Linked DNA regions of Mus musculus: regions 1, 2, 3, 4, 5 and 6 are each linked to region 7. A link is a contact called in public promoter capture Hi-C data. All regions are on one chromosome and are shown on one strand. The core of a region is the stretch at or near the end of the contact, and the rest is flanking DNA. Distances in the headings are between cores, read along the strand shown.

Region 1 (2,738 bases), core at 207-2,706, 1.8 Mb after region 7:
CTGGGGCAAGGAGCCATCTGAGCCTTCTTATTGGTCAAAGAGGGCCTGGGAGGCAAGGAGAAAGTAGTCAGTGTTTGAAGCTCCTCCCCAGATTGCCAGTGGGATCACTGGATCTCATCTGTCTCTGAGCGCAGGTCCAGGCCAACCGGAAGGGTTTCACTCGGAACCTGGAGGATCCAGAAACAGAGCCCTGGGGGTGGGAGAGAGAGAGAGAGAGAGAGAGAGAGAGAGAGAGAGAGATCCTTGGGGACCTGCCAAGGTTCTTCTTCTATTTTCCATCTCCTCCACCCTCCCTTCGGTCAGATCCAAAGGACAAGCTGCTCCAAGGAAGCTCTTCCCCATTGGGGGGTTTCACAGTGGCTCTATTTTATTTTAAGAGGTTCTCGGGGGGGGGGGGATAGGGGATTTTCAGAGGGGAAACCAGGAAAGGGGATAACATTTGAAATGTAAATAAAGAAAATATCTAATAAAAATATTTTTTTAAAAATGAACAACAAACAAAACAAAACAAAAAAAAGAGGTTCTCATGTAGCCCACACTGTCCTTGAATTCACTATGGAGCCAAGGATGCCCTTGAACATCTGAGCTGCTTCCTTTACTTCCTGCCCGCTGGGATTACAGGCAAGACCCACTACACTCTCAGTTTAACATTATTTTAAAGATCAAAGCCAGGGGTGTATGCCTGTGTGGTAGGTGCTCTATAACCTAGCTACATCCTCAGGCTGCCTGGGATATCTTTCTGATTCCCTTTCGGTTGATCTTGACTGTAGGAATGGCCTGTACTTTGGCACCGGCAGACTACCAGGCTTTGTCAGTCAGGTGGGTCCCTAGGCAGGTCCTCTAGAACGCCTCATTTTTTTCTTAGTATCCATTTAACATTGGAGGAGTGTGTAGTTAGGTCTGAGAATGTATGGTGGCAGAAGGAGATCCACACTACCCACGCTACTCCTTCCAGACCTAGCCAGTATTCTTTCTTTTCCCCAAACCGAAGGTTTGGCCTAGCTCCATGCTCCAGGCCCTCTGTACCCTCCCTTATGAGATGCAGTAACACAGGGGTTTTAATCTCTTTTCCTTAAGTACCAGCAGCAGGATACCAGTGTTCAGATTTTGGCTGCAGACTCTACTACTTCTCTTACAAAGTCCCACTGCCCCGAGGTCCACTGAAGGTAAGGGGTGGACAGCCTTCCAGATTCCAGTCGACAGCGAACCCCACCAACCCACCAAACGTTCCTATTGGGGATCTCCAAATGGGGAAACAGGAGCGCTTTCTACATCAACCCTGCCTTGGACCGAGCTCCCGCCTTGAGCCCGCCCCACCCCCTCGAGGGTGCTGCAATTGGAGGAAAGTTCTGCGGCTTGTGGCGATTGGTCCGAGAGCAAAGGCCCCGCCCCCTAGCCCCGGAGCTCAGAGGGGGCAGCGGCGAGGGGTCGCCGGTTGTGGGGACGCGCCGGGCCGGGCAGCCGCGCCGCGGGCTGCTCGCGCTGCGGCCCCGACCCTCCCGGGGCAGCAGTCCGAGGCCCCGGCGCGTCCCCTAACCATGCTGGTAGCCACGCTTCTTTGCGCGCTCTGTTGCGGCCTCCTGGCCGCGTCCGCTCACGCTGGCTACTCGGAAGACCGCTGCAGCTGGAGGGGCAGGTACCAGGAGGGACTGCGGGGAGGGTTGTGGGTTTATTTATTTATTTATTTTATTTTATTTACTTCTTGGGTTGGAGGGTTCCCTCCCACTTGGAACTGAGGAAACGCAGACTTCAATGTCCTGTTACACAGAGTAGAAGCAGATGTTGGTAGCCGCGGGAAAAGGGATGAGCGGGCTAGGGAACGAGGGTCACCCACCTGAGAACCACCGTCCTGTCCCCAGCGGTTTGACCCAGGAGCCTGGCAGCGTGGGGCAGCTGACCCTGGACTGTACTGAGGGCGCTATCGAGTGGCTGTACCCAGCTGGGGCGCTGCGCCTGACCCTGGGCGGCCCCGATCCGGGCACACGGCCCAGCATCGTCTGTCTGCGCCCAGAGCGGCCCTTCGCTGGTGCCCAGGTCTTCGCTGAACGTATGACCGGCAATCTAGAGTTGCTACTGGCCGAGGGCCCGGACCTGGCTGGGGGCCGCTGCATGCGCTGGGGTCCCCGCGAGCGCCGAGCCCTTTTCCTGCAGGCCACACCACACCGCGACATCAGCCGCAGAGTTGCTGCCTTCCGTTTTGAACTGCACGAGGACCAACGTGCAGAAATGTCTCCCCAGGCTCAAGGTCTTGGTGTGGATGGTGAGTGATTATGAGACTGGCTGGGTGTCAGAAATTGGCCCTCCACACTGACCTGATGGGACTGGGCCTTGCCACCCCATTGCATGGAGAGTCCTTCTGTAGCTTGACAGAGGCCACTCCGGTGGAGAGCATAGTGGCTTCCAGGTCGTAAGGAGGTGAGTTGGAAGTGCCCCCGCCTTTCTCTCCTCCTCCTCTTAAAAGATTCGGTTTAGGAAAAGAGCAGGAGGGGGCAAATGCCCGAGAGGCCAGCCCTGGGTCTCTGGTTTCTGAAGGATTGGGGGAAGGGTTAAGCTGAGGCAGAATCAAAGCCTATGGCCAAGGCTGTCCAGGGCTCCCTGGCCTGGTGGTGACCTCCTTCCCCTCCCCCCAAGCCCAGCCAACAAAAGTCCAGTGTGCCTCTTCGTCACCATGGAGACTGCCTGCCCTGCCTCCCTGCAGGGCACCAGGCCCAGTGCTTTGCTCTTCTGGAACTTGTAGC
Region 2 (2,700 bases), core at 177-2,676, 1.7 Mb before region 7:
TTAATCATGAAAAATGTCATTCTTAGGGATGGAGAAATGGTTCAGGTGCTCTGTTCCTAACCTCCATATGCCAGCTAGAGCCTGCATGTAATTCCAGTTCTGGGGGATCTGACACACTCTTCTGGCCTCTGTGGGCTCCTGTGTGCCCATACAAACCCAGATACACACACACACACACACACACAAAATAAATAAAAAATTAAAGTCTTTTTTATTTATCTGATCTTTAATGGGAGAGCCTCCCCAGAGTGTTCACCCACAGCTCTGTTGGCCTGTAAGTAAGTACCTTGCACACTACGGTTCAGATTGCTTCTCTTTAATATGCATTGCTCAATTTTCTGAAGAGCCGTAGGTTGTTAAGAGTAAGCATTTGCTCAATTTTTGCTTTGCTGTGCAGGAAGTGGGTGGGTGGGAGGGTAGATGCATCTTAGAACTCAGGAAGTCTTGTAAATATTTTCCTACTTCTTTGTTGTTAATTATGGGATGTTCAATATAAAATATACATTTCCCTCGTGGCTCACTGAACTTGGAGAGAGCTATTTGGGCTAGACTGGATGGCTAGCCAGCTCCCTGGATTCTTCCCCATGGTCTCTGCTTTCCCGGTTGCTGAGGCCGCAAGTGCATATCTACCTGGCATTTGCATGGGTCCTAGGGACCTAAATTCAAGTACTTTACCCACTAAGCCCTGTTAGGCAAGCCGTCTACTAACTGGCCTGCATTTCCAGCTCCAAGGATACCTCTCTGAGTAGTCCTAGCTATCCTGAAACTCGCTCTGTAGAAGAGACCTTGTACAGGCCTTGAACTCTGAGATCCCCCTGCCTCTGCCGCTCCAGCGCTGGGGGCGTGCACCACTATCTCCTGGGACAGTCATTTTAAGCTTTGTCTCTCTTCCCAGCCTTTTCCTCTTTCCACATGCTCTTTGCTTTTGGAGTCTGTGGGATCAGATTTGCCATGTGGCACTTAACGGCGGAGTCTCAGTTTTCTCCGCTGAAAAACGGGACTCCTGTCATCCACAGGATTGCTTTAAGGAATAGACGCTGGGCGTGGTGGTGCACGCCTTAAATCCCAGCACTCGGCAGACAGAAGCAGGCAGATCTTTTTGAGTTCAAAGCCAGCCAGGGGCATCACCCAAGTCTGGGAACTAGGAAATTCTCCAGCCCTCCAATCAGAGTGAAGAAGGTTGTTCCCGCCTTCCGCGCCAAAACAGACCAATCACTGTTCCGGAGCGTGGCGCGAATCGCCCCTGGAGAATCTTGCACTTGTCTGAGTTCCTGCACTGAGCATTTCGACTTGCAACCCTCTTCCCAGCCTAGAAAGAAGGATCCTTCGTCATTCTTGTCCCAGCGCCCTAAATCCTGTCAAGCAAACGGGCGGATCGGCGGGAACCGGAAGTGTGTGCCCAGGGGCGGGTCCCGGGTTAACTCCGCCGGAAGTAGTGATTGCTAGCGGGGGGGATACCTTCGCTCAGCATGGCGGCGATTCCCCCAGACACCTGGCAGCCGCCCAACGTCTACCTGGAGACTAGGTGAGGGTTGGAGGTGGGGGAGGAATTGGTGGAGGGGACGCGGGTTCGTGCCGCAGTGGCCGGCCTGACTCGCAGGTTGCCCGCACGCACAGAGCTGCGGCCGGGAGTACCTGTAAGTTCTGAAGGGACCTCAGGGGAGCCCCTCCAACATCCCGGAGACCTCGACGATTTCTATCTGCTGTCCTTTCCCCACGACGTTTATTAGTTCATTTACCTATATCCACCTTCCATCTTCATTCATTCATTCACTCACTCACTCATTTTTTTTCTCAACAAGTGTGTGTTGATCACACAAGCCATGCGCGTAGGACCTGGATTTTTGAAAACACAAATCTGGATTATGGTGAAGGAGACAGATGTGTAAACATCACGGGACAAGTAGAGTTGTCTGAACAAATTTCTTTGGAAGTAGAAGAAAATTTATTTTCTCCAAAATCCAAGAGTGATCTTTGAGCTGGGGATGCCCGAGGCCCCAAGCTCGGGCTACAGCACCATATATACTCGGTGTGGTTGCACAAGCCTGTAATCCTAGCACTCTGGAGGTGGAAGCAGGAGGATCAGAAGTCCAGGGGCTGGGCTGGGCTGGATAGAATAGACTGCTTACCTAACATTCTATTATATTTATATTAATATATAAAATTAAGCCACCTCCTAGTGCCTTGCCTCCCTTGTGTGTGATTGCGCTCAGTTTACTATTGCTAGCAGCTCCTGTCCCGAAGGCTTTGTATCACACACACCCCTCCAGTTTTAGCAGAGAAATGGTGCATTTTATAGATTTACCTGCAACCTGGTTTTCATACTGATTGAAGGGAACCCTGCTTGGAGCCTGGTCTGCCCTGTCTACTGACTTGAGCCCCATTTTGTCTGCCCTTGGCTCCTGAGTGTAGACATTAGGAAGGCACGCACCACTGCTCTCGCTCCCAGTTCTACAGAGTGCTCACATTGCTGGACCTCCTGAACCTGGGCCATACAGATTCTCCCCAGAGCTCAGTGGGTAATGTACAGCAGGAGCCCCCTGCCTTGTTTTATCCTTAAAGGCACTAAGAGAAGAGAATAAAAGCACTCGTATGGGTGTATGTGGACATTTGAAGTAACCAGCCTATTTGCTTTACACATTCTCTTTAGATTTGATTTTTTTTAAAGATATATTTATTTATTTTATTTATATGAGTACA
Region 3 (2,700 bases), core at 184-2,683, 1.8 Mb after region 7:
AGCCTCCCTCCCCCTCCTGCCACCGCCAGCCCCCAGCAGGGATGTGGTGAGACCTCAGGGTCCTTACTTGGTTCACTTGGAAGTAACTGCCATCGTCTTCAATGTGGATCTTGGCTATGCCACTTCCTGGCTTCTTAGCCACCTTTACAGGCTTGATGCAATTCTACACCAGGAAAGACCCCACACCAGGCTCTATTAGGAGAAAGCAACTTGGACGGGGGGTGGGGAGGGTGGGGAGTGGGGTGGGGGGCTGGGTATGGAGGGCCTCAGGGATGGTTGGCTACCGGCCATAGAGTGAAGCTCACCACCGAGGCCAATTCTACCACCTTCCTGCCACTGAAGCCATGCTGAGCTCTGGTTGCCCACCCTTCTCTGTACAAGGTGAGGAGAATGCCATCAAGGCCACTCTTTCTCCAGAATCACCATGAAATCTGCTACAAACTCTATATGCAAGCTAATGCAAGAAGCCCTGACTAGCCTGCCCTTCCTACGTGCACATAGCAGCACACCCCCGGAGATCAGAGTGTCAGAGGCCTGGCCAGACAGGAAGGCTTTCCTTGGAAACATCTAGAGGTCACCTCCATCCCACGACCACAGATGAAACTCCATGTCTCTCCCCTTCTCTTGGACATCTCCTGTTATCGCTTCCTGAACCTTGGTGGCTTTCCAGAAAAGGGCCAGTCTCGGGTAAGATGGCCCAGTTCATCCTGTCCGTGTGGCAGCTCAGCCCGTCTTTTATGGGTCATGGGACTTGGCTAGCTCTGGAGACAAAGGAAGACCCAGCAAGGGCAGCAGCTCCTGTTTTCAGGGCGGTCTGTCTGTATCCCTCTCTCTTCCTCGAGGCAACGTCAGGAACATTAGCTGTGGCTGTGGCCCAAGTGGACATCAAACCTGTCCCTTCAACATGGTCCCTGTCCACAGAGATGACAACTGGCTCTGAGAGAGGAGTGGGAAGGGATATCTCACAGGTGTGTGGAGGCTAACTCAGCCCCACCATGTCTCTGCATCACCAGCTGGGTGACACTACTACAACAGTAACTTAAGATCACATAACAACAAGTCCCCCCACCTTTTTTTTTTAAACACTAAACCTGCCTGTCACCACTAAACACTCCCATGGTCCCAGGGATCGCTCCGGGCCCAGTAACCGCGTTGTCTGGCCCTCCCTGGCCTCAGTTGTCTGTGTTTGTGAAAAGGGAACTAGACTGACTGAGGCCCTGGGTCCTGGGCCCTGGGAAAAGACACAGACGAGAGAGGTTTCCCGAGGTGCACGGCCAGGCTCGGACCCTCCTCCTGCCCGACTCGCCCTTGGCCGGCCCACCTGAGATGGCCCGATGAAGTCGTCCAAGTCGGTCAGCTGTAGTGCCCCACTGAAGGGCGACGCCATGACAGCCTCACTGCCGCCGAGTGTCACACGGGGGTGTCGCAAAATGACACCAAAATGACATGCAGTTCCGCCACTCTGCCGGAAAACGCAAATTCCAGCGCATGCTCATTTCTCTCCGTCAACAAGCTTTGAAAAGCGTGCGCGCCCTCTGCCGGCGGCCTTGAGCGCTCGGCCCAGCGGACTCAAGCTGCAAGTTCCACAGCACAGCGTTCGGTCTCCCTTGCGTCCCTTGGTTGTGGTGTAGCAGGGTAGCAAAGACAAATAACGCAAAGAATGTAACTAGAGACTCAGAGTCTCTCCCGCTTCCCGTAGGGGTCGGAATCCGGATTTCATTCATCACCTTGACCTAGCAATACTCAAGGAAGGTTCCAGATGCAGTGGGCAGGAGAACACAAAATTAACTTTGATTCACTGGAATGCCTTGGAATGGGCTTACCAAAAAATGAGATAGACAAGTGCTGTTGAGATGTTAAGACTGGAGTGTGGGAGAACATTTACAGAAGCAGGTTCTTGGACTGGACCAGGGCCAAAGGACAGTTTCTGTTTGCCAGGAGGATTCTTGTTTTAAATTGGATATTTTCTTTATTTACATTTCAAATGTTATCCCCTTTCCCAGTTTCCCTCCCTCCCTCCTGGAAACACCCTATCACATCCTCCCTTCCCCTGCTTCTGTGAGGGTGTTACTCCACCCACCCACCCTCTCTCCCCTCCCCTCCCTCAAAGTCCCCTACACTGGGGCATCTATCAAGCCTTCATAGGACCAAAGACCTCTCCTCCCATTGATGCATGACAAAGCCATCCTCTGCTACATATGCAGCTGGAGCCATGTGTACTCCTTTGTTGATGGTTTAGTCCCTGGGAGTTCTGGGGGGTCTGGTTGGTTGATATTGTTGTTCTTCCTAAGGGGTTTCAAACCCCTTCAGCTTCTCCAGTCCTTTCTTTAATTATTGAGGACCCCGTGCTCAGTCCAACAGTTGGCTGCCTAGCATCTGCCTCTGTATTTGTAAGCCTCTGGCAGGGCCTCAGGAGACAGCCATATCAGGCTCCTTTCAGCATGCACTTCTTGGCATCCACAATAGTGTCTGGGTTTGGTAACTGTATACAGGGTTGCTGGGAGGATTCTAATGCTGGAAGGAGGGTGATACATAGATCCCTGGAAATTCAAACTCACCACCACCACCACCAAACCCAAGTCTATTAGAACAAACCCAGTGGACGGCTGGCAGATGTGAGGCATATCCAAGGCCCAATAAGAGAGACAGAGCAGAATGGCCTGGAACAGTAGAAAGAATGAAGTCCTGGTGTAATGTAGG
Region 4 (2,793 bases), core at 291-2,790, 1.7 Mb after region 7:
ACCTTCCGTGTGCTCAGTGACCACCGGGGTGCTCCAATTTCTGCTATCCAGAGCACGAGCAAAGAAGTAAGGCAAGCTCAGGTGATGGTGGGGAGGGGTTTGGGGTGCTGTGGGCAGGCAGCAGATTCTCACATCCCTCATTTCTCCCAGTATGGAGACCTAGGGGTAGAGGGTGTAGAACTGTGGCTGGCTGCAAGTGGGGACCAACGTGTCAGCATCTGGGTCTCTGACTGGCTCCGGGACCGCTGTGAACTCCTGGAATGGTTGAGCTTTCCTGCACCTGCTGTCTCAGAGGTAAGAGTTCCACGGTCATGTGGGTGGGGATTGGAGTCTGCACAACCCAGCACAACATACTGCTTTCCACAGGCTCCAGGCCTCCTGCCCCCCTCTCTTGCTGCCTTCTGCCCTTGGGATAAGGCGATACTGGTGTGTGTGGGCCTGGGTGCACATGAGGAGGTCATCTTCTACAGCCTCCGTCAGAAGCAGGTTTGTGCGATCACTGCTCTGTAGGTGGACATCCAGGGCTGTGTCATAGGGTTAGAAGGCCATGGAGCCTGGGCTTTGTCCCTGGCAGGAGACCTCAGTGTCATATTGTTTTCCTACAGGTGATACAGAAGACACCTCTGCCCTTCTTTGCCATGTCTTTGAGCCTGTCCCCAGGATCTCAGCTCATGGTGGTTGGTTTTGCTGGTGAGTGCTGGTCGACACACATAGAGAGGGCAGCTTTGACAGTCCTCAGCCATAGCAGGTTTGGGGGCGTAGATGTCATGGCCCTGCTCCCCTCAGCAAGGTTCCCAGCAAGGTGTCAGTACTCAGAGCACCCTGTCATCTACCCACAGAGTGCATGATGAGGCTCCTAGACTGTGCGTCAGGGACTGCCCAGGACTTGGAAGGCCATGATGACTCGGTCCACCTGTGTAGGTTCACTCCATCTGGCAGACTGCTCTTCACAGCTGCTCACAACGAGATCCTGGTGTGGGAAGTCACCGATCCCTGAGCTATTGCTAGGAACATAGGCAGAAAAGCCAGACTGTGGATTGCTGTATGCCGAGCCAGGATGGCTGGGACAGGCTTCAGAACTGCATTGTTTGGAATTTGGGTGAAATCTGAAAAGATTCAAGGAGGCTGAGGGTGTGGCAGTGACTTAGAATCTGTGAAGTGTGGTTTTGACCCTCAGAACCACTCCCTCCTACACAAAACTTGGCATACTGGGTTGTTTTTCACATGAAGGTTGTTTTATTGTTTTTATTTTGTACAGTTTAAGGAAATAAACACTGGCATTTATTATAGCGATACATTGTTTTATTGTCCCATAAATTGTGTCTTTGCATCACTTCTGGCCTGAGCTCACCCTTTCCTCCCGAGGAGCCCGTTGAGTCTGAGTTGTTTGCACCACCTGCAGAGTCAGGAACACTCTACTGGCAGGCGGGCGCGGGCGCCTTGCCTTAGCCCAACCACTAGCTGGTGCTGTGTGGGCGGGACCGGAAGCTTGGGTGAGGGCGGTACTGAAGACAGGAAGTGCGGGGGCCTGAGCGGGTTGAAGGAGAGGGTTGGGGTTGGGATTGGGTCTACTTGGGCCGGGCCGGGCCGGGAGGGGTGGGTTTGGGGTGCTGCTGCGGGCAGCAGCCATGCGGCGCGATGTTCGCATCCTGCTGCTGGGCGAGGGTAGGTGCGCTGGGGCCGCGGGAAGACCGGTAGGGTCGCCGTGACCTCGGCGGTGCTCCTGACTACTGTTCCCTCTCCCCGCGCAGCCCAGGTGGGGAAGACGTCTCTGATCCTGTCGCTGGTCGGCGAGGAGTTTCCCGAGGAGGTGCGCGGGGCGGACTGGGCACTTAGGGCGGATGCCAGGCTCTGGGCAGCCGCTCCGCATTCAATACTGACCCACCTGTTGCAGGTCCCTGCCCGCGCGGAGGAGATAACCATCCCCGCCGACGTCACCCCGGAGAAGGTGCCCACTCATATCGTGGATTACTCAGGTATCTATCTCCAAATGCTGCCCCCCAGCCGGTGTGTATTGAGCCTGCAGCCGGTCTGAATCGAGCGCAACAGCCATTCTACATAGCATTCTTTTTCCTTTTAGAAGCGGAGCAGACAGAGGAAGAACTTCAGGAGGAGATCCACAAGGTGCGGTGCATCTTGCAGGCCCTTGGGTACTGAGCCCAATTCTTTGGTCCTAACTTGCTGCCATCTAGTCTTAATCGGCTTCCTTTCCTGGCGGCTGGATTAGGTGACTCTGCTTGACCCTGATAATTCAGCTGTGACCTTCACGGCTGAGTATTGTTGGCTTTTCCAGATCATAGCTTTCTGGGAATCAGGACCTGGCCAGTACTGCCATTAGTGATCCATCCCAGGGTCTGAGGGGAGCAGACACACACACACACACACACACACACACACACACACACCCTTCATTGCTTTTCCTTAACATACTTCGGTTCCCCAGTACTATTCCTCCCTAGGCTGTAGTGGATGCCATCTTAACTAGGCGTTCCCTGATGCCAGAGTTTACTATGTTCCTGAATGCAGTCCTTCAGCCTTCTTTGTGTCCTATAGGTGCAGGTCACTTGGTCACTTGGTCAGGGTGCAGTGTCTCCTTGCTTGCATCTGCAGCATCCTTGCTGCTTGTACTGAGATAGAAAGTGAGAGAGACCTGCCTTGGGACTGTAACCTGCGTGTGATAGGTCTGTCATAAGTCCAGGATGTGCTGTCTAGAGCCATGGTGCTAGGGTCTGGTGTCTCTTAGGGAGTGTTGGCAGGGAGAGGCCTGCTTGGCAAAGGTGGACTTTCCTGGCC
Region 5 (2,700 bases), core at 44-2,543, 1.6 Mb after region 7:
TTTTTGTTTGGTTTGGTTTGGTTTTGGGTTTTTGAGACAGGGTTTCTCTGTATAGCCCTGGCTGTCCTGGAACTCACCCTGTAGACCAGGCTGGCTTCGAACTCAGAAATTCGCCTGCCTCTGCCTTCCGAGTGCTGGAATTAAAGGCGAGCGCCACCACGCCCGGCTTATGTTTTACGTTTTAAATTTTTTGCTATTTATGTGACTTGTGAATGCACTCTTAACCAAGAACGCTGTCCGTGGCCCTCCAGCCTTGGAGCTGGCCGACCGAGTGTGCACATGCAATGCGTTGCCCATCCTGGAGTTCACCGGGCCAACGCTGCTCAGTCGCTGGTCCAAGCCCTCAGGATCCGCTTTGGGAAGGATGTCCCCCACAAGAGACAGCTCAGAGGTGGACTTCAGCCGCCATCCTTGTGCCAAAACACTCAGTAGCGGCCCCGCCCACTCCGCAGCCAGGAGGAAGTCCCACCCCTTGGAACAGCCCACAAGGGAGAGAGGCTTGCCCCTCCAGGGCGAACACTAAGTGGCTGTCCCCGCCCTGCCCTCAGGGAAGGCGAGCCCCACAGTGTACGACGAACTTTGTTACTTCCCTTCTGGGTCTCTGTGAGAGCGGCCGGCCAACGCAGCTTGATAGATAACCTGCCCCCTTCCAACACCCTCCTCCCGGGACTCAGCTGAAGCAGGAGTTATCTCTACCCTTCCGCTTGTCCACGAGGGGGGAAGGGTAGACTTGTGTAATGTTTGACTCTTGATTGGCCCGAATTAGGAAAGGGGTGGGCCTAGGAGGTTATGATCGATGTTAGATGGCACAAATGCCTTAGCAGTAGTAGCCAATGGTGATGACGAGGGGGCGGGAGGCCAGGATGTTGCAGGTCGGTGCCCGGCTACTATGGCTCTGAGGCATCCTGCAGGAAGCAGTAGGGGTTGGGATGGACATGCAAGAGCAACCAATGATTTCGGAAAATCAGTGGGAAGTAGCCAATGGTCACAGCGAGGAGGCGGGGAAAAACGCCAGCCTCAGCAACACTGTGTACGAAATAGCGGGGACGGGACTTCAGTGATAGACAAGCATGTAGACCAACAGAAGTGAGAAAGAGGGTGGCAGCGGGCCAGTAGCAGTGGCGAGTGGGCAGGGCGGGGCGACCGTGGGCTGGGCGGCACCTTGTGTGGGGCGACGTGGGGGCGGGGCGACCGTGACGGCCAGGCTGCCAGGCCAATGGCCCGGAGAGGGCCGGCGGAGGGTGGCCAATGGCGGCGGCGCATCCGGGGGCGGGGCTGCGGGGCTGCGCGGTGCCGTGCGGGAAGCGGCGGGTGGCGGCGGCGGCAGCGGCGGCGGCGGCGGCTAGGAGGCTGAGGTGAAGCTGGCGGCAGCGGGGCGGGTGCACTGGGGGCGGTGGCCAGCGGGCGGGAGCATCAGCGTCCTGACCGCACGGCCGCTCACCAGCCTTCGCCCGCAGGTCTGGCGGCGGTGCCGTGGGCCGCGGTGCGGCGGGCGGGAGGATGGGCACCCAGGGCAGTCCAGTGAAGAGCTACGATTACCTGCTCAAGTTCCTGCTGGTGGGCGACAGCGACGTGGGCAAAGGCGAGATCCTGGAGAGCCTTCAGGACGGCGCAGCTGAATCCCCGTACGCCTACAGCAACGGTAGGCCGGGGTTGGCTGTGGGCGCGCGAGGTGGGAGCGGCCTGTCGCGGGAGCGGGCGGCCTCTGCGCGTGTCGCTGCGGTATCCTCTGGCCCTGCCTTGAGGAGCCGTCGGCAAGCGGGCGCGGGTCCTGGTGGCTACTAAGAAGTCACAGCAGCAGGTCTTTGGAGTCCATTAGGGCCTGGAATGGGCCGCGCGGCAGATACCGCACGACGGGCCCGGTGCTCACCGCACTGCCGCCGGAGGGGTTTGCTCAGAGACACCGCACCCTGTGCAGGGAGAAAATAGGTCTGCTGCGATGTGATTTTTGTTAACTTCCGGGTGCATGGCAAAAAATACACAAGGTAGATTGCATCACTGGCACTTGCCTGAGCTTGCCTCTTAATTTAGATATTTAAGGTAAAATCGTAGCTAACAGTGGGTGGGATTGGATCACAGGGGCTGCTGACTCCGGAGGAATTAATGTGCAGTGGGCCTGTCATCTTATATCACTGGACTAATTCTACCTTCCTGGTCGCTTCCCGAGTCCCTTTTACTCTGCTTTTTTACTTCATTCTCTGGGGTCTTGTTAGCCCTGTCTTACTGCTCTGAGTACTGGCGGTCTGGTAAATAACAGCTGAGTGTGTAGGTAAGACATCTACCACTCTTAGCAGTTAGGACTTGTCAAGGGTGATGACTGCCAGGACATCAGTGGAGGACCCTTCCTTTTGAACAGTAGCGCTGGATCTTCTCTGTAAGTCCTCCCCAAGCACCTCTCAGCTTCAGTTCACAGCAGGCATCTTCAGCGCAGGAAAGGAAGAGTCATGGTTTTACTTTGCAGGGTATGTGAAAAGACCTCTGCACAGCCAGGCAGCCTTGACTGGTATTTAACTGGGCGTCCCAGGGTGACAGCCCTGCTCAGAAAGGCTTTGGGGGGTTACCTTTCCAATGGGGGAGTGTGGGAAGGGCTGGGCTTGGCTTCAGAAATGCTTAGTGTTAACTTGTGCTTTGGAGAGACTGCTTGTCCCTGCTCCACTCTTCCTTTCCCCATCAGCTTCAACCACATATCCACACAGCCTC
Region 6 (2,748 bases), core at 89-2,588, 1.7 Mb after region 7:
CCTCCCAAGTGCTGGGATTACAGGCGTGCGCCACCATGCCAGGCTGGAGTGACTCTTAATCACAGGGAGGCTCCCCACCCCCACATCGCCCTGCCTACCATCCTCTCCAGGACCAAGCCACTGGCCTGGCCTAGTTCCTCCAGAAGGACTGTGTCACGAAGCCCCCACTCTGGGTTCCTGCAGTTGGGGAGGAAGGTAGAAGGCATTTGCAGAGTTGAGGTTATGATCCCGCCTACCCTCTCTCTGAGCCAAGCTACCTCCTAGCCAGATCTGACCTGCATCTGAGGGTCAGGTCAAAGTCCACGTTGCTCTGGGGAGAGATCTTCCCATTGACGGCATAGGGCTGTGAGAACAAGACACAATACATAGGCCCAAAGTCAGTCGTTCCCACACAGCTAGTTTGCAGGATAGGATGGAGTTCTTTCCATAGGAGTATAGAAAGAATAACTTTTTTCTGCACTCAAGAAGGAAAAGGGCTAGCTAGGTCCCGGGCCCTGGGCTTCAAGAGTGGGGAAACACCCAAGGCTGATAGGGGTGTCTTAAGGTAGGGTCACTCACCCCGTAGGTGATCAGCACAGCCTTGGTTTTGAGCAGGTGTCCTGCTGCTCTAAAGAGCCCCTGCAGAGGAAGGCAAGTAGGGCACAGTAAGCCGGGAGCTGGAGACTCATGCTTTCCTCTTTGCAACGTGAAAGCTGGGCTCCACAGTGGTCCCCACCTCTGTGCAGTTCAGGGGGCTGATGTGGATCATATTGATGCAGAGCAACAGGTCCAGCGATCGGGGTGGGATGCCGCCCCATTGCTCCCACTCCCAGGTCACGTCCAGGTACAGCGGAGCCTTCACATTGGACAACCCTTGGGCTCGGGTGGTGGCGGCAATGCTGTGGAGAGCAGCAGCGCATGGGCAAGGGCTGACGAGGCCCCTCAGTGATCGGGGTGTGGGGGGAAAGTCCTGAGGAGCAGCAAGCGGGTATCTTTGTCGACCCTACAGCCCATTGCTTCTACTACCTCAGTCTGGCACCCAAACCTAGGCCTGTCCTGATTTCCGGTCTGCCAGCCCCGCCGTTCACTCAGCCCCAAGCGGCCGCAAGGGAAAGACACCGCGCCGCCGCACCTGTCCAGGCAGCGTTGGTCCACGTCCGACGGCTGCCACTCGGCATTCGGGAAGGCCTGTGCAAAGTGTGCCGCGTGCTGTCCAGAGCCCGAGGCCACCTCGAGCACGCGAACACAGCGCTGGGCAGGATCCACATACTGGCGGAGTACGGACAGGATGGGCTCCTTGTTTCTCTCAGCAGCCGCAGCCATCATCATCGCAGCGGTGCGGCCAGCCCCAGCCAGAATGCGCGCGGGGCACCACGGGAGCTGTGGTCCAGCTCCTGCGCGGGGCACTACGGGAGTTGTGGTCGAAAGGGCCAGCCGCTTGCAACAGTATAACTGTTAGGAGGCCTCTCAACTCCTAAAAGGGTTTGCATCTGCGGGAAACTGATTCCGGCGGCCGGGATTTAGCGGTGACTTCGGACAAGGAACAAGGCTCGAGTAGAGGCTATGGTTTCCTGGAGTCTTTCAGCTGTATTTGTTTAAAAGCTCATTTGTTGCGTTTGCGCCTCACCTTTTTTGGAATGGTGTTTAAGATTGCAAGGCATCCTTCCTTTTCAGAGATGAACGGGAAAATAAAAAGAACATGCGCCGCCCGGGAATCGAACCCGGGTCGCAAGAATGGGAATCTTGCATGATACCACTACACCAGCGGCGCTGTTGAGCGAGACTGCAGTCCGTAGGGCATACGAATTGTGACGCAAGCATGTTAATGTAACAGCATTATGCCTGTGTCTTTTCTGTTGCGCTCCGTTTCTCTATTGGCAAGCGTTTGCAGAACAACATATCCCACCAGATCCCAAAGTGTTGTTGCTGTCGTCCAAGGGAAAGGAGAAAATGTGGGTACCGTGAGATTTATAGACAGGATTTGGTTCTGCGCCATGGAAACCATAGCGGTCGCGATCTCTTGGAAGCCTGAGGTCGCGCTCAGGTCCTGAGGTTCAACAAGCCAAGCCTTGTGGGCATGGGCGGTAACAGAATGGAGCTTGGGGAACCCAGATGCAGGAATCCTCGGGTCTGGGACACTTTGGGCTCAGATGAGCTTTGTGTGACGCTGAGACGGCTGGCATTAGCTCGAGGTCCACGGATAGATAGCAGGAGGCGGTCAGTGACTATTGAAATGAAATTCGAAGCGACAAGTGCACGGACAAGGGTACTTCTCTGATTCTCACCTTTGTGTGGTTTGAAGTGGTTCATTTCTCACAGGGGCTGGATTTTAGAAAATGTCCGAGACGTTCACGCTTGATTGCCAACAGTTAGTTCAAAGGTTGCGTGGGCTACTCTGCCCCATACTACATCATGGAGCTCAGGGTTAAACATGGCTCCTGCTTGGGGCTGTGTTTGAGGTGTCTATTCAGCCGGAGTGACCAGGGGTGTGAGTGTAGTCAAACTGTTAAACTATGTGAGTGACATGGCCCAAGGATGAGATATAGGGTGGCCACTCTAGAAATGCCTCTGAAAAGTTATCAGTCCAGACTCGGGGAAAGTCCTGAAGTCCAACCCCTCACCCACTCTGAGCAGCCCCTGACAGATGGTTATGGATGTCTGACATTGGTAGTGACCTTGACTGGACCTGAGTCAGACTCTCCCTTTTACAGCCTCAGCCTCTGCATACCTGGCTTGCTTTTCCCATAGATTATTCGTGGGATTTTGGGC
Region 7 (2,848 bases), core at 107-2,606:
GTTGTAGGCCGGCGCTTCTAGGAGCTAGGACGAGGGGGAGGGGCGCAGAGCCCTTTAGGCGCGGGAAACGGCGCACCCCGACCACATGCACCGCCACGCGGGTGCGCCCGGCCCCACTTCCTGCCAGAGGGGGCACCCAAGCCCGCCTTGGGGGCAGGAAACCTGGTGCGAGTCGCAGGAAGAAAAAAACCCCTTCCTCTCTCCATGAAAACCAAAGCGGGGGGGGGGGCAGAAACGGGGAGTCGAAGGGACTAGTTCTAACAGAACCCAGCAAAGCAGAGGAACCAGTTTGTGGGGGCGGAGGGCAGGCCTGGCCCTGGAGGTTGAAGAGGCGCGGGGCAGGGCCAAAGGTGTGTGTGGGGGTGGGGGGTGAAACCCCGAAACCCAGGCCCTCGCGATCCGGCCTCGTCCACGCACAGTACTACTCTGGGAAAGGCGGAGGAGAGGCCAGAGAGGAATCTCGGGTCGCCGGGCCCCTCCCCCGCACTTCTAGAACTTCCCTGGCTGAGGGGGGCGCGCGCCCACCTCCCGCCGCTGCGCAGCGCGCGCCCCTCCCTGAGGCCGGGCTCGCCGAGCGCGAGGTGCACGGGCGCCGCTGGGTGCACAAGCGGCGCTCGTCGCAGTCGCGCGCCCCCTCCCCCTCCGCGCGCCGTTCCCCGGGGTCTCCGCACCCCACGGTCGCAACCCGGGCACCCTCAACCTGGGGACCGGAGGACGCGGCGCCCCGCGGACACCCACCCCGGCCCCGCCGCCTGCGAGCACAGTGCGGCCTCCCCTTTCCCGCGGCCCGCGCAAGCCCGGGGCCTGGGAATAAAGCGGGCAGCGCGCGCCGCAGGCCCCCCGGGCGCGCCGCGGACACTCACCGCGAGCTCCGCAGGCCGCCGGCGGGGCGCGCTCGGGGCTGCCGGGTGCGGCGTGGCTGGGCTCAGGGCACCGGCCTGGGCTCTGCCGCCACCGCCGCCGGTCGCAAATGCGGATCTGAAACCGGGAGAGGGCAGAGGCGCTGAGACCGCTGCGTGCGCGCCGCCCGGGCCCCCGCCGGGGATGTGTGTCACATCCGAGCTGGGGCGAGGGAACACTGACGGATCCCGCTCCCCTGGAGGATGGCGAGGGGCAGGAAGCTGGGCACGGCCCGTGCGCGGCCTCAATAAATAATAATGTGATTAGATTCTAGACCTACAGGAAAAAAAGAAGCCACCCGAGCGGCGGCGAACTCACGCCTTCTTGGAGCCGCGCCAACACCAGAAATAGCCCCGACTCGGAGTCCCAATTAGAGGAGCGCAGCCCCGGCTCAGGGGAGCTTAAAAAGAGCGACCCAGGGGCAGGGGGGACGGGCCCGCCCGCGCCAGCCGTGTCACCGGGGGGCGGGGCCATGCAAATGAGCCCGGGGATTTAAAAGGGCGGCCGCCCGCCAGCTGCCGCCGCCGCGCGCGGGTAGCTCGCCACTGTGCGCGCGGTTTCCGCGGGCACGCGCGCCGACGGCCCTCGTTTCTCACAGTTCCCGAGCAGCCTGGCGTTGGAGGAACCGGTGACGGCGGCCCTGCTGTTTAAGTGGGGACCCGGGGACACACCTACAGGAGCCCCCCCGTGGACTCCGGCCTCGCGGGGAGGCGCGCGCTGACGCCTGTGCCCTCGGACGTCCACGCGTACCCTAAGGAGCTTCTCGCGGCCCGGACGCCGCCCCCCCCCCCCAGCCCATGTCGAGGGCCTCTCCTTAATTCCCCTCTGCCACCAAGCAGGTGACGGCGTGTGCGTCTCCGGAGGCCTCCAGGCGCGTAAAAAACAAAGTCTTGTGAAACCCAAACGTGAAACTTGGCCAACGCCAACGGTTTAAATCTAGTAACGGCCGCCACCCAGGTGCAGGCTTCAAAGGAGCCGAGCGATTGGCCGCCTCGCCGGGACATCGCGGGGAGGAGCCACGGGTGGCCAGCTGCTTGGTGTTGAGGAAGCACGAGGTCCCTCTGGTGTGATTCCCCGCCCCCGTGACTTACGACTTAAGACAAGGGGCGCCTGGAAGCCCCTTGAGGGCAGGGGTTCGAGTTTCCCGCCTCTGGGCGCCTGGGTCAACAAAAGACTTGTTGCTGGGCCGGAGGAAGCCTAAGTGGGAAGATGGCGGGCGGTGGGGCGCGCCCTGCAGGCCGGGCGCGGGCCCTTGGACGCACCTCCCCACCTCGGTTCCCCGAGTCGGCCTTTCCACACCTCTCGTGATGCAGGGAATCGTAATTCGGGCCCAGTGACACACGACTGTGACTCATAACTCTGTTCCCCTTCCTCCGCGGTCAGCCCTCTCCTCGGGGGGCGCGCGGGCGGTGGAAGGGTACGCGGGGGCCCAGCGTGCGCCCGGCTGGAGGCGGGGTGGGAGCCTTGGGGAGGCGGGCCTCCCAGTTTCAGGAATGCCTCAGGAATGTTTCCGGTGGGGGGTGGGGAGCGCGGCGGGCCCGGCTACCCCCCACCCCCCACCCCCGGGCCGTAGGATGGCGCCCTGGGCGCAGGGCAGCACGTGCTCGGTGGGGGTGGGGCGCAGCGGTCAGGCGCGGGAGGCCACGGCAGGCCGCGGGTCCCGGACCAAGGTCCAGGTGACCCTCAGTTCCAGGGGTGCCCCTGGAGAAGGAGGAAGTCATGGAGGGGCGTTCCCAACGGGTGGAGGGGAGCCTAGGGCGCCGGGGCAGTCTGGGGGAGGAGCGGCTGCCCCTTTGTGTGCAACCGCCGTGGGGGCGGGGCGGGGTGGAAGCGCGCCGCGCCCTCCATCTTTGTGCCCCGCGAGCCGAGTTGGCTGGAGGGGCTCGAAGTTGCTGCGAGCTCTGGGGACCTTCGTAGCGAGGTGTGGCTGAGCAAGCTGCCAACTCCC

What was found. Promoter capture Hi-C pulls out the DNA fragments that hold promoters and counts their contacts.
Region 1: a promoter capture Hi-C map of pre-B cells shows a contact between it and region 7, with 5 times the contacts expected there. The contact joins the promoter of Metrn here to the promoter of Hmga1 in region 7. A contact is called at or near these places in 3 of 39 promoter capture datasets (liver and pre-B cells).
Region 2: a promoter capture Hi-C map of pre-B cells shows a contact between it and region 7, with 3 times the contacts expected there. The contact joins the promoter of Ppil1 here to the promoter of Hmga1 in region 7. A contact is called at or near these places in 2 of 39 promoter capture datasets (liver and pre-B cells).
Region 3: a contact with region 7 is called in a promoter capture Hi-C map of pre-B cells, with 6 times the contacts expected there. The contact joins the promoter of Ciao3 here to the promoter of Hmga1 in region 7. A contact is called at or near these places in 2 of 39 promoter capture datasets (liver and pre-B cells) and 1 of 115 datasets of contacts at active chromatin or transcription factors (pancreatic cancer cells).
Region 4: a contact with region 7 is called in a promoter capture Hi-C map of pre-B cells, with 4 times the contacts expected there. The contact joins the promoter of Rhot2 here to the promoter of Hmga1 in region 7. A contact is called at or near these places in 2 of 39 promoter capture datasets (liver and pre-B cells) and 1 of 115 datasets of contacts at active chromatin or transcription factors (pancreatic cancer cells).
Region 5: a contact with region 7 is called in a promoter capture Hi-C map of liver, with 6 times the contacts expected there. The contact joins the promoter of Rab40c here to the promoter of Hmga1 in region 7. A contact is called at or near these places in 3 of 39 promoter capture datasets (hippocampal neurons, liver and pre-B cells) and 1 of 9 other capture datasets (adipose tissue).
Region 6: a contact with region 7 is called in a promoter capture Hi-C map of liver, with 4 times the contacts expected there. The contact joins the promoter of Mettl26 here to the promoter of Hmga1 in region 7. A contact is called at or near these places in 3 of 39 promoter capture datasets (hippocampal neurons, liver and pre-B cells) and 1 of 115 datasets of contacts at active chromatin or transcription factors (pancreatic cancer cells).

What each region holds. Positions count from the first base shown.
Region 1 is chr17:25,795,763-25,798,500 of GRCm38.p6, reverse strand. It overlaps Metrn (meteorin, glial cell differentiation regulator), which reads left to right and starts at 1,456. Exons shown (of 4, transcript NM_133719.2): 1 at 1,456-1,636; 2 at 1,860-2,260. The coding sequence starts at 1,539.
Region 2 is chr17:29,262,697-29,265,396 of GRCm38.p6, reverse strand. Ppil1 (peptidylprolyl isomerase (cyclophilin)-like 1) reads left to right here and starts at 1,426. Exons shown (of 4, transcript NM_026845.4): 1 at 1,426-1,525. The coding sequence starts at 1,470.
Region 3 is chr17:25,772,509-25,775,208 of GRCm38.p6, reverse strand. Ciao3 (cytosolic iron-sulfur assembly component 3) reads right to left here and starts at 1,433. Exons shown (of 11, transcript NM_026238.4): 1 at 1,322-1,433; 2 at 68-163. The coding sequence starts at 1,387. Gm41550 (a long non-coding RNA gene) reads right to left here. Exons shown (of 3, transcript XR_876684.1): 3 at 2,665-2,700.
Region 4 is chr17:25,843,272-25,846,064 of GRCm38.p6, reverse strand. It overlaps Rhot2 (ras homolog family member T2), which reads left to right and starts at 1,540. Exons shown (of 19, transcript NM_145999.3): 1 at 1,540-1,665; 2 at 1,752-1,810; 3 at 1,895-1,976; 4 at 2,081-2,124. The coding sequence starts at 1,629. It overlaps Wdr90 (WD repeat domain 90), which reads left to right. Exons shown (of 41, transcript NM_001163766.1): 37 at 1-66; 38 at 151-294; 39 at 367-486; 40 at 606-690; 41 at 840-1,331. The coding sequence ends at 997.
Region 5 is chr17:25,918,307-25,921,006 of GRCm38.p6, reverse strand. Rab40c (Rab40C, member RAS oncogene family) reads left to right here and starts at 1,293. Exons shown (of 7, transcript NM_139154.2): 1 at 1,293-1,355; 2 at 1,458-1,642. The coding sequence starts at 1,501.
Region 6 is chr17:25,874,090-25,876,837 of GRCm38.p6, reverse strand. It overlaps Mettl26 (methyltransferase like 26), which reads right to left and starts at 1,338. Exons shown (of 6, transcript NM_026686.2): 1 at 1,112-1,338; 2 at 716-878; 3 at 559-618; 4 at 276-343; 5 at 99-177. The coding sequence starts at 1,308. n-TGccc7 (a tRNA gene) reads right to left here and starts at 1,750; the gene lies at 1,680-1,750.
Region 7 is chr17:27,555,082-27,557,929 of GRCm38.p6, reverse strand. It overlaps Hmga1 (high mobility group AT-hook 1), which reads right to left and starts at 1,356. Exons shown (of 5, transcript NM_001025427.3): 1 at 1,219-1,356.